Linked DNA regions of Mus musculus: region 1 is linked to region 2. The links are chromatin contacts, called in public ChIA-PET maps. All regions are on one chromosome and are shown on one strand. The core of a region is the stretch at or near the end of the contact, and the rest is flanking DNA. Distances in the headings are between cores, read along the strand shown. Region 1 overlaps Dock4 (dedicator of cytokinesis 4). Region 2 overlaps Gm40403 (a long non-coding RNA gene).

Region 1 (6,701 bases), core at 2,673-5,172, 290 kb after region 2:
TACCTACTGACCACACCCGCATGTGCACACACACAGCCATTTCCTGCTCACGAGAAAGCTTCTGAAACCTATAGCAGAATTTTCTCCACTTTGCTCTAAGTCACCTACCTGTCACCCTGCCCCCAGTTTATTTGTCAAATATATTGATTTATCATTGCCTTTTCTGTGACTATAGAAGTTCACATAATTACCTCCACCCTGGAACATATCACTTGGTGTTCTTTCCAGACTGGAAGGAGCAGTTTAGTAATGCAGATGTGACAAATTAGCATGGATCAGGAGGCTTAAACAACAGAAAGGTATTTCCTTGCTGTTTTGGAGACTGGGAGTTCAATATAAACAGGCTTGCTTTTTCCTGGTTTTGATTTGAAGATAGCAGCTCCCCGCCTTGTTTACTTATGGGGCTTTCCCTATGCACATGCATCTTGGTGTCTGTTCCTTAGAAGGAAAATAGGCTGGACCAGTACCAATCCATGTGACCTCATTTAACCCTAATATCGTTTGAGAGGCTATGTTTAAAGATAGTCATATTCAAGGATATTGTCTCACACTGGGAGGACTGGTACAGCCAGGTCCCACACAGTGGGCATTTTATACTTTTTCAAGCCTTCCCCCTTCCCCCTTCCCCCATGCTTTATTAAACTAGGTATTTGAAGGCAGGGTGAGGCTCCAATGAGCCTGTGAGGTACTAGTGTAATGCTGCATAATAAATAATCACTAAATATCTGTTGAATCTAATTTTAATTAAATCAGTTCCTTAAAAATTTAGTGTAGTGATTAGACTTTTATTGGGATGATCTATGGGCAAAAATGGTACTTAAAATTACTTTATGGATTAGGCCAAACTCTGCCAAGGAATTTATTAAACAAAGCCTTGCCAAAATAGTAAGCATGTGTGCATGTGTATGTGCATGTATGTATACGTATGTGGTGTGTGTGTGTGTGTGTGTGTGTATCTACATCTTCTCTCATAGTTATGAACTCAAAAGGAAAGAAAATCAGAACAGAACTTAATGTGCCTGCCTTCTAAATCTACACATTTTATTTTATTTTATTTTATTTTATTTTATTTTATTTTATTCTATTCTGCATTCAGTTGGCAAATGCTAAGCAAAGCCTGGGTGTCACCAGCCTGTTCCCTTTGCTCTCTGGGGAGGTGACATCACAGACCTCATTATGAAGACATGCTGCTCAGAATTGAATGTTCCTTGGAGATATGAAGCTGACATTGACTAGGTTAAGACTTTTGTAACTCCCATTCCGAATCCTATGACCCACTAGTGCAACTAGTGCCAGTTGCTCTGTCACTCACAGTCGCCTGGCAAATGACCCCTGTCTTGTCATGAATCTTTGCTGTGTGTTATAAAGAATGCCTGTCTCTTTGCATGCCGAGGGTACACACTCTTCATCCCCCAAAGTCTGGCTAAATGTCTCCGCCCTGGTGAGGTTTCTGTGTGGAGGTCATGTTGAAAGTTTTCCTTATAGCAGTTGAGAACACCAGTTGTTGAAGGAAGATTGCAGGGTCTTAACTCTTTGACAAACAGTTTTTTTATTAGAAGCCTTCCAAAGAGAAAGAGGCATTTGGTGTAATGTGCCAGAAGGGCCTGTGTTCATTTAAACCTGGACATATGCTATTTTGATTGCAGCACACCTCCGATTGCCCAGGTTGTATGTTACACTCTCTTTAGCTGCAATCTACATAAAAACCGGCCAGTGTCGCATGACTGTTCCCACGCTTCATGCGAACAGAGATCCAATGTGAAACCCTGTCAATAGCTATAGTGCTTGCATCTTGATTTTGGCTCTCATGATTATTACATTTGCTTTATCTTAAAAATGATTCCAGATGATTAAACTATTGTTAAAAATCACAGATAGAGGTCCCGTTCCGCAGCTTTCGGTCACGGTGTTTACTTTTTGTTTTGAAAGTACGTTGAGCTTTCATTGCTTTTTTATATTTATTTTCCGTACGTATTCCTCTGGGGTCCTTATTGTTACTTTTCTTAATTTTATTTGGGGTAAGGCTGAAATGAATAGAGGCTAGTTACTGAGAGCATGTACTTAGTATTTTTGTAAGAAATTAATTAATTTGAACACATCTTAGATCACCTCCCAAGGGGATAGTGACTTAAGACTTGTGCTAGCTGATTTAATCTCTCTCTATAGTCTCGGGTATGTTTCTGAGAACGGATACTATTTCCATATTTTTTTTTAATGATTCACAACATCATCTTTTGGGGATAATCTAAAGTGATGCATTTAGATTTCTTTCTTGTTAGAGCAGTTATCATTGTACCCAGCATCCTCCAGTGTTACTGATCTCATTGGGTTGAGCCCATTTACTGCTATGATAAGAATTTTTCCACCGAGCATTGGGTGAATTCTACACTATTCTGTATAATCTAGTATTCCTCCCTAGATCAGAACATTTTGAAAACTCTGCCTCATTTATTTTTTATATTCTTTCTATATTGCTCACCACGAATGTAAAACACAGTAGGTCATCTGGGTTTTTTTCCTTCTCATAAGAAATGCTGTATACTTATGTAGTCAAGTTATGCCACAGAGGGAATGGTGAGTGGGGAGCAGAGATTCCCACTTTTGATTCTCAGAACCTGGGGCGCAGCCAATTAATTTTCAATTTTGACACTTCCCTTGCAGAGAGCTAAGTTGCACCAGCCGAGGCTTGTGGATACATTCAGAAAAGCTGTAAAAGTTTGCAGTTGGTTGCTTGGTTGGTTTGTGTTTTTGTTTTGTTCTTTATTTTTTTTATTTACTTTTTGTACCATCTCACTGTAGAGGTGCCTACTGTCATGATAACCTTGCTAATGGGGAGCTCATGGCTCCTTAAAGAGTCATTCTCTTTCTACAGTGCACTCAAAAGTAATGCAGTGGTAATGCCATCATGGGCCACGGTTCAAAGTCCTGACCACACGGTAGCAGTAGAACGTCTGCTGTGCAGGTCCTGCAGTGAGACTGAGGGAGGATTAACTTACCTGACGCTGTTCACTGATTGCCACTGTTGTAGGCAAAACCAGAATGGATGTCTTTGCAGAGCCTGTGACACACTGTTGTCAGCAGGGAGAAGACTGGGGAGTGAGGTAGGGTATTGTAGAGTCCTGGGGAGGGTCATTTCTAGATGAATTTCTGCTGCGGGTGAGGTGGCTTTCTTACTACAGATCAATTCTCTGTTTTATGTTGATGTACAGGATAGGGTCTCAGAAAAAAAAAGGTTCAAGAATGTTCTTGAACACTTGTGGTTTTGTGACTCTAGGGGCTGGAGGAAGCTCTGAGTGGGTGAAGTCCTGAATATGTGTGCGCTGTTGCCAGGGGCACAGCCATGCCAAGAACCCCAAAGGAATGGCAAAGCCCCTGTCCCAGCCATGCTTCACCCCACCCCATGAGACTCAGAGGGATGGTGAACTTCACTCAGGGGACCAAATGAGCGCACTGACAGCTTTTGCAGACTGTTCCCCTAAAGAGACTGATCCTATGGAGGTTCACTAAACCTGTCTCCTTGCTCTACCATAAACTCTGCCTTCTCCTTTCTCTGACTTCAGTAACCCTGCCTCCTTATCCAGCTGTGTACAATCACCCTGCCTTCCTGTTCAGCTCTAGATGAAAGCACACTGAGCCTACAGGGTAAGCAGCTTCTCTGGATAGGAGCCCACACCACCCATTCCCAGCTTTCTGTCCGTGTGTCTCCAAGTGACATATAGACATCTGCCTTTCTGTCTTTTCTGCCTTCCTTTGATGCTCCAAGTGTGACACGTAACTCTGAAATTTTCTATGCGTATCATCTTTCCTCAGCCCTCACTATCTCAAGTCTGAGCCTTTTCATGGACACATGAAATACACTGTAGTTCTGGTTCCTCTGAGTGAATAGGGTTTCTGCCCCGCCCAGGAAACCAGACTGTGGTTTTCCTCTGGGTTTTAGGAGACTGGGCCTAGCCAGAAGAGGGGAGGGGACTCTGCAAGTGTGGTTAGCTTTCTCCTGTGAGCTCCAGTTCCTGTTCGCTTTCCACTCCTCCTGAACCTTGATTTTTTCCCCCCAGTCTTGTTCTGATTTTCTGTTTTATCTCCACGTTTAGGGATTATGATTTGAGAATTCAGAATAAAACTAAATACAGCGCGATCTTTTCCTGTTACAGCAGAAAATAAATAGGGTTCATAAAACTAAAAATGAGGGGCTGGAGAGATATCTCAGTGGTTAAGAGCACTGACTGCTCTTCCAGAGGTCCTGAGTTCGAATCCTGGCAACTACATAGTGGCTCACAACCATCTGTGATGAGATCTGATGCCCTCTTCTGGTGTGTCTGAATACAGCTACAATGTATTTATAATAAATAATTAATTAATTAATTAATTAATTAATTAAAAAAAACTAAAAATGAGACTTTTATGTATTTTGAGTTAACTTTGTAGATTTAAAAAAATATAACTTATTTATATTATTCATATGTGTGTCTGTCTGTCTGTCTGTTTCTCTGTCTCCATGGATGTGGACATCAGATGACAGCTTGTGAGAGTCAGTCCTGGGGACTGAACTCAGGTGACCAGGCTTGGTGCCTTTAGCATGGAGCCACCTGGCTAGTATGACTTTGTAGGTTTTTTAAGTGGATTATATACAGTACTACTTAAATTCAAACATGTACTTAAGTCAGTATAACTAGAGATGGGCAGTGGCATCTGTGTGGGTTTGTGGGAAATGCTAATTTTTTTTTTCGAGACAGGGTTTCTCTGTATAGCCCTGGCTGTCCTGGAACTCCCTCTGTAGACCAGGTTGGCCTCGAACTCAGAAATCTGCCTGCCTCTGCCTCCCAAGTGCTGGGATTAAAGGCATGTGCCACCACTGCCTGGCCCTAAAATATTTTTAAGCTCCATATTTTATTAATAACTTACAATTTTCATTAGTGTGAGTTGGGAGCTTTAAAGGGTTAATCCATTCATAAATATTAATCTCTGACATGGAGAATGTTTGACGTGTTTAAAGGCATCTTTCTAGGTGTTTGGGCATGTATTAACTCTGTTATTCCTTATGACATATTATAGATCATTCATATTGCTCTAACAAAAATGCTATATAGTCTTAGAAGCTTAAGCAGCAAGTATTTCTGGAACCCAGAAAAGGTGCTGCAAATGTAGAGTCTAATGAGGGCCAGCATCTTGGTTTGTAGGTAGTTCCTTCTTTAGGCCTTCTATGGCATGAGTTCCTATTTATGAAGACCCTATTCTCTTACAAATGTACTACAAATCTGTCTTAGTTGATTTTCTATTGTGATGAAGACCATGACCAAAAGCAACTTGGAGAGGAGATACTATATGTTAGCTTACAGTTGTAGACCATCATGATGGGACATCAGGGTAGGAGGAACTCAAGGTAGAACCTTGAAAAAGGGAATGGTGCAGAGCATGAAGGAATGCTGCCTACTGACTTGCTCCTCATGGCTTGCTCTGCCTTCTTTCTTATAACCCAGGGCTACCTGCCAGTGAATGGCACAACCCCAGTAGGCTGGATTGTCCTTCATTAATTATTAATCAAGAAAATGCCTTTCAGATTTGCCTCAAGGCATTAGGATGGAGGCATTTTCTCAATTGAGGTTTCTCTTTCCAGGCAATTGCAATTTGTGTCAAGTTGACAAAACATTTCACCAGGAATCTGAGGCAGGCAACTCACCATGTGCATTTCGAGGAGACCCAAGCCTTCTTTCTGTCAGGGCGCCTTCCCCATGGCCACTGGGCTAGACAGTGGGGGGACTAGCCCTTGAATGCCTGCCTTATTCTCTGGACTCTTCCTTGTTCATGGTTTTGTGTTGTCTGTCCTAGGGCTTCCAGCATTACACAGGGTCTTCTTGTCCTTTCTTCAACTGCTTGTCAGTTTCTCGGTCACCTGCTCACCAGATACACAAGCAGTTCACAGACTGACTAGAAAATAGCAGAACTGAGATCTGCAGGCAGAAAGTACTCGTGAACCTCAGGAAAGCCTTGGGGCGCTGTCATTGGAGGACGGTAGAAGAGGACCGAGGCCAGGAAGACAGTAAGAACAGTTGCTCATCAAGTATAGAAAGCCAGAGTGCTGGGATAAGGGGCAGCTTCGATTTGAGGACAAGAGGAAGATGAATGTTTTTGCTGGTTTAAAAAAGGTAAAGCAGTTATGGTTGGAAAAAGGGATGTTCTGGAGTTGAAAAATACCAAAAGGCCTCATTTAGAGAGATTTCATCATGTGAAAAGTTATAAAACAATAAATATAAAATTAAGCCCAGAGAATTGCTTTGGGAAGTTGGCACTGGGTCATGCTGTTTTTTTTTTTTTTTTTTGGTCTGTCGGTAGCCTCTGTAATAAGCCTTTTTATTGGTCCCATTTATCTTTTGACATAGAAGTGCTTGATGCTAAGCCGTCACGTGTAAAATCAAGCTTTGCTTTTTATGGCGTATGTCTCACTCTCTAGGGCTGGGGCTATGGCATAGTCTGGGTCACTGTTGCCTTGATTCAAAAGACATTTTGAGTAATAAATATTATGGGTGAATTTCGTAACTAGCCTGTGAAATGTACAGTAGTAAATCACCGTAACTTTCCCTTGGTGTAATGCAGCAGAAGTTATGTTGATGGTGTGTGTGGCTATGATAAAATTGCTTGTTAGTTCTGAATAGATGACTGGTGTGTGTGTGTGTGTGTGTGTGTGTGTGTGTTCACCATAATAA
Region 2 (6,908 bases), core at 3,032-5,531:
GGGCAAGGGAGTTGCCTAGTGGCCTGGATACTTTCCTCCCATCGTTACAACACAAGGAAGGAGGGAAGACACAGGGAAACCAAGGTAGGGAGGCCAAACCAGAGCCTGGTGCCTAACCAGAAATGATCGCACCTCTCCCCTCACCTGGATCCTAGGTGATCTCACGTATAACACGCTCAGTGGATATATATCCTTCCTATTCTCCACCTCGGACAGGACAATGGCCCCACGAGGAGCACGGGAACTACATTTGTCAAAGAGGAAGGTTTGGAGCTGCTTTGCTGAGTTAACTTGAATCTCGTCATCCTACATTTATATGCCGAGATCAAATTCAAAATAGATAATAGGACAGTAGCTACAAGAACGCTATGCATCTTCTTCTCATAATGTCTAATCAGTCACCTCTGAGCCTAGCCTGATGCTTGTTCAGCTCCCTTTCTTGTCCTCCAATGATGGAAACAGTTCACTGGCCACAACAGAGAACAGAGAGCACTGGTAGTTAAAGTAACAACTCGGCTTGAAAAATAATGAGCAGGAAATGTCTTAGGATCAAGCACACCAGAAAGGAAGAAGCAGGCAGGCAGAAAAAGGGAAGATAAGAAAAGACAGTGGGAGAAAGGAAAGATGAAGTCAACAAAATTCCACCCACCTTAAGGATTTACGACATCAAACACTGAGCTGATGGGGTTGTGAGCAATGGTCCTTCCTCCCTCACTGGTCTCCAAGGAACAGCTGTATCAATTAGCTGAAGAGCTGTGTGATGACTTACATAAAAGTCAGACGCTGGAAAAATCTTTAATTTTTGGAGAATCTCATACATGAGTATATTGCTATATCATTTCCAGCCCCCTACCTTCCAACTCCTCCCTGCGTTCCCACCACTGCCCTGAGTCAAATTTATGACTTCTTCTATGATTATTGTTGTTACATGCACACACACACACACACACACACACACACACACACACACGTGTATATAAACTGATGACATGATCACTCTGTGGTATGGTTAAGGGGAAGATTTTTATCGGAGATATGAGAAAGAAGTGTCTGGAAGAGTCCAGAGCAGACAGAGAAAGAAGTACTCTGAACCTGGTCAGAAGATAGCCAGGACCATGTCAAGAGAGGGGGAAATAGCAAGGGGTACAAAATAGAAAAAAACAGTGAGAGGTGCAAGTGTAATAGAGAGACAGGCAGACAGGTACACACCACACACACACGCACGCACACACACACACACACACACACACACACACACACACACACACACACGGTGGTGGCAGGTCATCAGGAGAATGAGTAGCTATTGGGAAAGAAGCCCTGCGAGCTAGAAGGAGCTTAGGGGAGGGGAGGAGGGGAGAAAGGCAGGATGCTAGCATGGTACTTGTGATACTGAGGCAGCCTGGAGGCCAGCATGAGCTCTGGTATGCACATGGTATGCACAAAGGCACCACAGGTAGCCATATGTCCTTTCTGCCAGAGCTAGGAAAATGATTCCTTTGGGTAGATGAAAACCCGGTTTCACAAGTTGCTGAGGAACACTGGCTTTCCTCAGAACCAACCAGAGAGCCTCCTATAGTCCTTTGGAGTTTGAGGAACTGGAGTTTCCTTTAAACCTAACATCATACACACGCACACACATACACATGTGCGTGTGAGTGCAGCCTACTGAGTCCAATTACCAGTATGTACATGTGTTTAGGGCTGACTGCTTAAGGTTGGAAAACCTGTCCGTGGTAATCACTGGAGGAAACTGATTTACCCTCAGTAGCCACTGACTGCTTATAACACTGCCTAGCTCAGAAGCCGGGAAACCTTAGTCAGACACTGTGTCGTGTAAGCAGCTAGGGCTGCTCGGAGGAGGGGAGTAAGAGGTAAAATCCACTGCAAAAAGGTCTGCGTATCTTTGAAATCTTTCTAGTTCCCTTTATCTAGTTTACCTTCTTTGTCCTCTTTCACCTAGCTAACCACCAATAGAACAGAGACAAAAAAAAAAAAAAAGGACGAAAAGTGGCTAAGCATGAATTGCCTTGTTTGTGCCTGGGGCTCATTAGTGAAGATTCTGGACTGAAGAGAATATAATTTAGATTTATAATTAATAATCTTAACAGTATGTAATTTTGCTATTCTTTGTAGTTCTCTTAAGGGAGCAAGGGCCAGACTTCATGCTAAGTGTGACTGAAAGGAAGTTTGGTGTCCCACTAAAGTTCTCCTTCCTGCATGCTTCTGAAAATAAGGACTGAAGTGGTCTACCCCTCACCCCTAGCTTGGGGTTCATGCCCACTCAGGCCTTAGCAGGCACCAGCACTGTCACCTACCCACCCACCTCAGACTCCACCAAGCTTTTCTTTGGACCTTACTCTAGCCACTAACACACAGGATAACACATCCCCAAAGCCACACAGACACTGAAAGACCTGGTATAGGGAAGGGATTAAAGCTAGAGAAAACAGTATTTTCTCTTTTACACACACACACACACACACACACACACACACACACACACACACACACTGCTGCAACTGTTCAGCACTGCTAAGGACAAAATTCATTTTGCTTTCCCTTGGGAAATGAGTTGTTTGTGTTTGGACTTTTTGCCATGAAATCAGGTCTCATGTAGCCTAAGCTGGCCTTGAACCGTCTACATAGTTGAGGATGTTGCTGAACACTTGATCCTCCTGCCTCCAATTCCCAGTTGCTTGTGTCATATGGGTGACATGCGATAGCACATCTGGTTGGAAATGACTTTTTCTTTCTTGAGGGATGATGATGGTTATCCCCCTGTGGGTTGGCTGGTGTCACAAGCCTCACTTTGCCTCTGATCTCTACCAGCAACATGTTACAGGCCTGGAAGTGTGAAGAAGAGCCCCAGGAAAAATCTGGTAGGGGCCTTCACCACAGCACTCACAAGTGTCCTCTGAGGGAAACACGTCCTAACTTTATTTTACTTCTCTAGAACTTTCCCCGTGATAGTACCCGCTCGATATAAAACTGAAGGACTATCAACACACAGCGGAAGAGGCCTCCAGCTTTTGTAACACAAGGCTGAACAGAGCGATGCCTCAGCCCTAAATAAGAGCACTGTGAGAGTGAGACGTTTATTGAGATTACCGAGATAATAAATTGATACGACGAGAACCGTCTTAGTGTGTCTGAATGAGAATCTATCGAAGCAGATGGGGTCTTATGAGGAGAAAAAGCTTAGAAAGTGAAATTAGATTTCTCGTACATGACGGAGCAGCTGCTCAGATAAGAGAAGAACCCTCAGAAGTAATTTATCAGGTAACGATGTCGCTAACAACAATGATGAGGGAATGGGTCAGACCAGCCCTATGACTGCAGATGACAACAGGCTCTATTCCAGATATTGGGACTCCTGAATAATGAATATCCAAAGGCTTATATTCTAAAATGTAAGATGCCTTTGATTCAGCATCAATAAACAGAATTCTGAAGTGTGGTCACATGCCACGGTTAAGGGTGATGTTTGCCCAGTGTCAGATGGATTCTGTGGGAAGGAGACTAGCGAGAGCAGTCACTGCTGATCGATGGCTGGAGGGTCCAGAGAAAATGACCAGCAATCAAGAGAGCTGACGGAACTGCAGCTGTCTGGGGGTCAGGTGCTGATAGTGGAAGAGCTGGGAGTGGGTTTGGCAGGAGTGGATTCAGGTTTTGTGTCTGCAGTTAAGACCAACTGAAACAGGGTTGGGACCACTTTCAGAGAGAAAAAAAATATAGATTTTTAGAAGACAAAAATTTCAGGGCCACTTCTCCAGAGCCTTTGAAAAGGATCATGCAGGAGGCTCAGCTAAGTCTCAACGGTCTCAGAGAACCACCTCATGGGTCAGTCACTGTGACTTTTCTCATTACTGTTGACAACACGCTGGACAAAAGCAACCAAAGGAAGGAGGAGTTTTCTCCTGAGTTAAGAAGGAAGCCAGATCGGGGTGGGGGTGGGGAGTGAGGGGTGAGAAAACGACACATTATGTTAGTAGTCAAGACTCACAGAGTAGGCTGGGCGCTGAGGTCACTTGGTACATGGTTCTTGTTTAGTAACTGTCAGGCGCCCACTCAGCTTACAGGCGGTGCTGCCTGCTTTCAGGATGAGACTTCCCTCCCTCATCAGGTAAATCAGTTGATCTTGGCGAGATCTGACTCACCTAGAGGTGTGTCTCCTTGATGTCAAAGCCAGTTGATTAGACAGCAGAGATTAGACACACCGCAGTAAGAACAAAACCTCCAAGGCTGTTGCGCTCACAGGCTGGCCCTGGGCCAGAGCCCGGGAATGCTCCAGCTTTTGTAACACAAGGCTGAACGGCTTGTTCTTCCGCAGAATGGTGGTAGGCCTTGATTGATCTCCATTTTTTCTCTTTAGCCATTAGGTCTTTTTATTTCCTAAGCATCTCTCAAACTCATTTCCTTTCTTCATCCTTACCGTTAGGACCTGAGACCTGGTGATCACTCCACTTCTAAAACCCTCCAAATTGGTGCCTTTTCCACTCTCCCAGACTTTTTAGAATTATATTCTTCATCCCATGGCTCAGAATACTCCCTCTGCGGGTCTGACTCTATGACAGACACTTCCTAGGGCCTTCTGTGATCTTGCCTTAAACCTGTAGTTTTCAGGATCTGGCTTTAGCCTTTGCAAAGTGCCCAGAAACCTTTGTTAATTCTTTGAAAGTTCTCACATCTAAGTTTCTGCTTTCTGACTTAGACCACTAAAATCCTCCTTTTCCACAGCCCTCTTTATAATACTGCCTTTTCGGGTATGCTGATGGGTAACTTTATGTTTAAAATTTTAAAATCTCTATGCTTAAGGAAGCTATGAAGCAAAATTAGACCTCTAAATGTTAAGTTTTAATGAGGTTTAGTTTTGTTTGTTTGTTTGTTTATTGCTGTTTCTGTTTTCTAAACAAAAGCTTGTAACTTTGTATTCTCTGCCTTTATAAACCCCTGATGGAGGTGGATGGGCCCAGCATTGGCGAATCCCAAGTCCAGGTATAGACCTGGCACCAATATCTGAATAAAAGGCTCTTCTTTGTCGATATTTATTAATGCTCACTCAGACTGGGGAATCTCTGAATGACCCCAGACCCACACATACTGTAGAGGCCTTCTCTAACACCCACCTCTCTACGCTCAAGCCAGGACTTCCTCTGTAACCACACACACAGTACTCCATTGGGGCACTCAATATACCACGTTAAAAGCCCTTGCCTATGGCCGCTTTCCCCTCTCCTATTTCACCCATGCACCTGCAAGCCACATCTCGTTCATTTTTGTATCCCCAGAACTTAGCAGAATATAGGTCCTCACCACATCATTTTGAATGAATAAACAAACAAATGAATGACTGAGCCAGTCACACATAAGCCATCCTCTGTGACCAAACACAGAGGGACAAAAAGCAGAGAACTTAGACCTGGGGTGTACCCAAGTATATAGGTAGATGGAAGAAAGGAAGGCAAATAAATAAATAAATAAATAAATAAATAAATAAATGCAGGCTGCTGAGAATGTTTGCCAGAAAAGTAAGAGGATCCACAAGAATTGCATTGTCATTTTTGCTTTTAATCTGCAAGTTGTTTCTGGAATATATGCAAATTGCTTTTGGAAATGAGGCCCTTGGGATACTTGCTGAGCTGGTGTAATGGAAGGAGTCCCACTATTATACGGGACTTGGAGAGTGGCCCTGGTATCCTCCTCATGCCACCTCTGCTGCCTTGCCATCTGTGGCCAGCACTGATTTCAAACAGCAGTGAAAACAAGAGGAAGAAGGGACAAGCGACTAGCTTTAGGGAAGTCAGAGTTGCCTAAACTCCCAGACACGCCTGCCTCTAGCGTATGATGGTGCCTCTACTTATGTGTCAACACAGCCAAGGAAAACTTGGAAGAGTTTTAGCCACGAAAGGAAGAAAGTACAACTGAAGGGACTCTGGCCAGCTCCAGGGTGGCAAGCATGGCTCCGGCGGGCCTTGCCCTTCTCCCCCATTCCCTCTGCCTTGCTAAAAATCATTAGATTGCATTCTTCAAGCTAACCACCAAGGTCCATTCCCTTAGTTGGCCACTTTCTTCCTCCTAAGGCTGACTACCAAGATCCAGCTATCAAAGTATTGAAGTCGAGCAATCAAAAGACCCCTTGGCTCACCTAATTAACATGCCCAGTTAAAATTAAACACCTCATCCTAACACAGGGTTTCTCCTCATACCTTTATAAGCCTCCATTTGCCCATGGGACACATTTGTTCCCCTCTCTATCCTGAGGCAGTCCTTTGTCCCCGGGGGGGGGGGGGGGTGAAGAGTGAGACAAACACCCCTCCTCCCTCTCCCTAGTTCCCTTCTCTTTCTCCCTCATCCTCTATCTCCTACCTTTGTCCCTCTGGGGCAACTAAATCTCCTTTGTGCTGAGAACTTGGTCTTGGGGGTTCTGAGCCGATACTTTTCCTCTTAACAACCAGAGAGCTAATGTAGAAGGGGGGCAGGGGGATAGTCGTGAAGTAGAATTGGAATCAGAAACCAGGTTTCATGACAGTTATTGGGAACAAACCAGATTAAAGCAGAGCATTCATCAGGTTTAACGGTAGTTTAGGGCTGGTATGGAATTTCGTGGTCAGGATCTTATTTAAAAAAATAAAAATAAGTAAATGAAAGTCATGAAGTTAGAGTGCTAAGTATGAAGAAGTTTAGAACTGCAGAGTGGTTTTGCTTCACTTTGTTTTCCTCAAAGGAAGAATATCTAGTTTGTTTGACAACACCAGCAACAGAGAAAGAGATTCTTTTACATTTGGAGGCGTAAGCCTCCAAATTTTAGTCTTAAATCCAGGATACATCTGCTTACACAGCTGAAAGAAAGGAAAAAGGCAATTTAGAGAGAAAGAAAGCAGGCAGGTTGGGAAATGTAGATAACC

Evidence for each region. ChIA-PET counts read pairs in DNA pulled down with a chosen protein or histone mark.
Region 1: a contact with region 2 is called in an RNA polymerase II ChIA-PET map of memory CD8 T cells, with 39 read pairs. The contact joins two enhancer-like sites. A contact is called at or near these places in 5 of 39 promoter capture datasets (the C10 cell line, the HPC-7 cell line, embryonic stem cells and 2 more), 2 of 15 datasets of contacts at CTCF or cohesin (both in the NIH/3T3 cell line), 14 of 484 Hi-C or Micro-C datasets (CD8 T cells, DN2 thymocytes, the G1E-ER4 cell line and 10 more), 10 of 115 datasets of contacts at active chromatin or transcription factors (CD8 T cells, Th17 cells, bone marrow-derived dendritic cells and 6 more) and 2 of 9 other capture datasets (embryonic stem cells and liver).

Annotation. Positions count from the first base shown.
Region 1 is chr12:40,532,524-40,539,224 of GRCm38.p6, forward strand. The region is part of intron 1 of Dock4 (dedicator of cytokinesis 4); the gene reads left to right. Among named protein-coding and RNA genes, the nearest start is that of Dock4, 90 kb to the left of the region's middle. Within about 2 kb of position 3,923, at least 84 of the 459 cell types and tissues checked have an H3K27ac peak or open chromatin away from gene starts, as enhancers often do. A contact at or near this core is called in memory CD8 T cells, where this site is marked.
Region 2 is chr12:40,239,885-40,246,792 of GRCm38.p6, forward strand. It overlaps Gm40403 (a long non-coding RNA gene), which reads right to left. Exons shown (of 3, transcript XR_872696.1): 3 at 347-764. Among named protein-coding and RNA genes, the nearest start is that of Gm40403, 4.8 kb to the right of the region's middle. Within about 2 kb of position 4,282, at least 55 of the 459 cell types and tissues checked have an H3K27ac peak or open chromatin away from gene starts, as enhancers often do. A contact at or near this core is called in memory CD8 T cells, where this site is marked.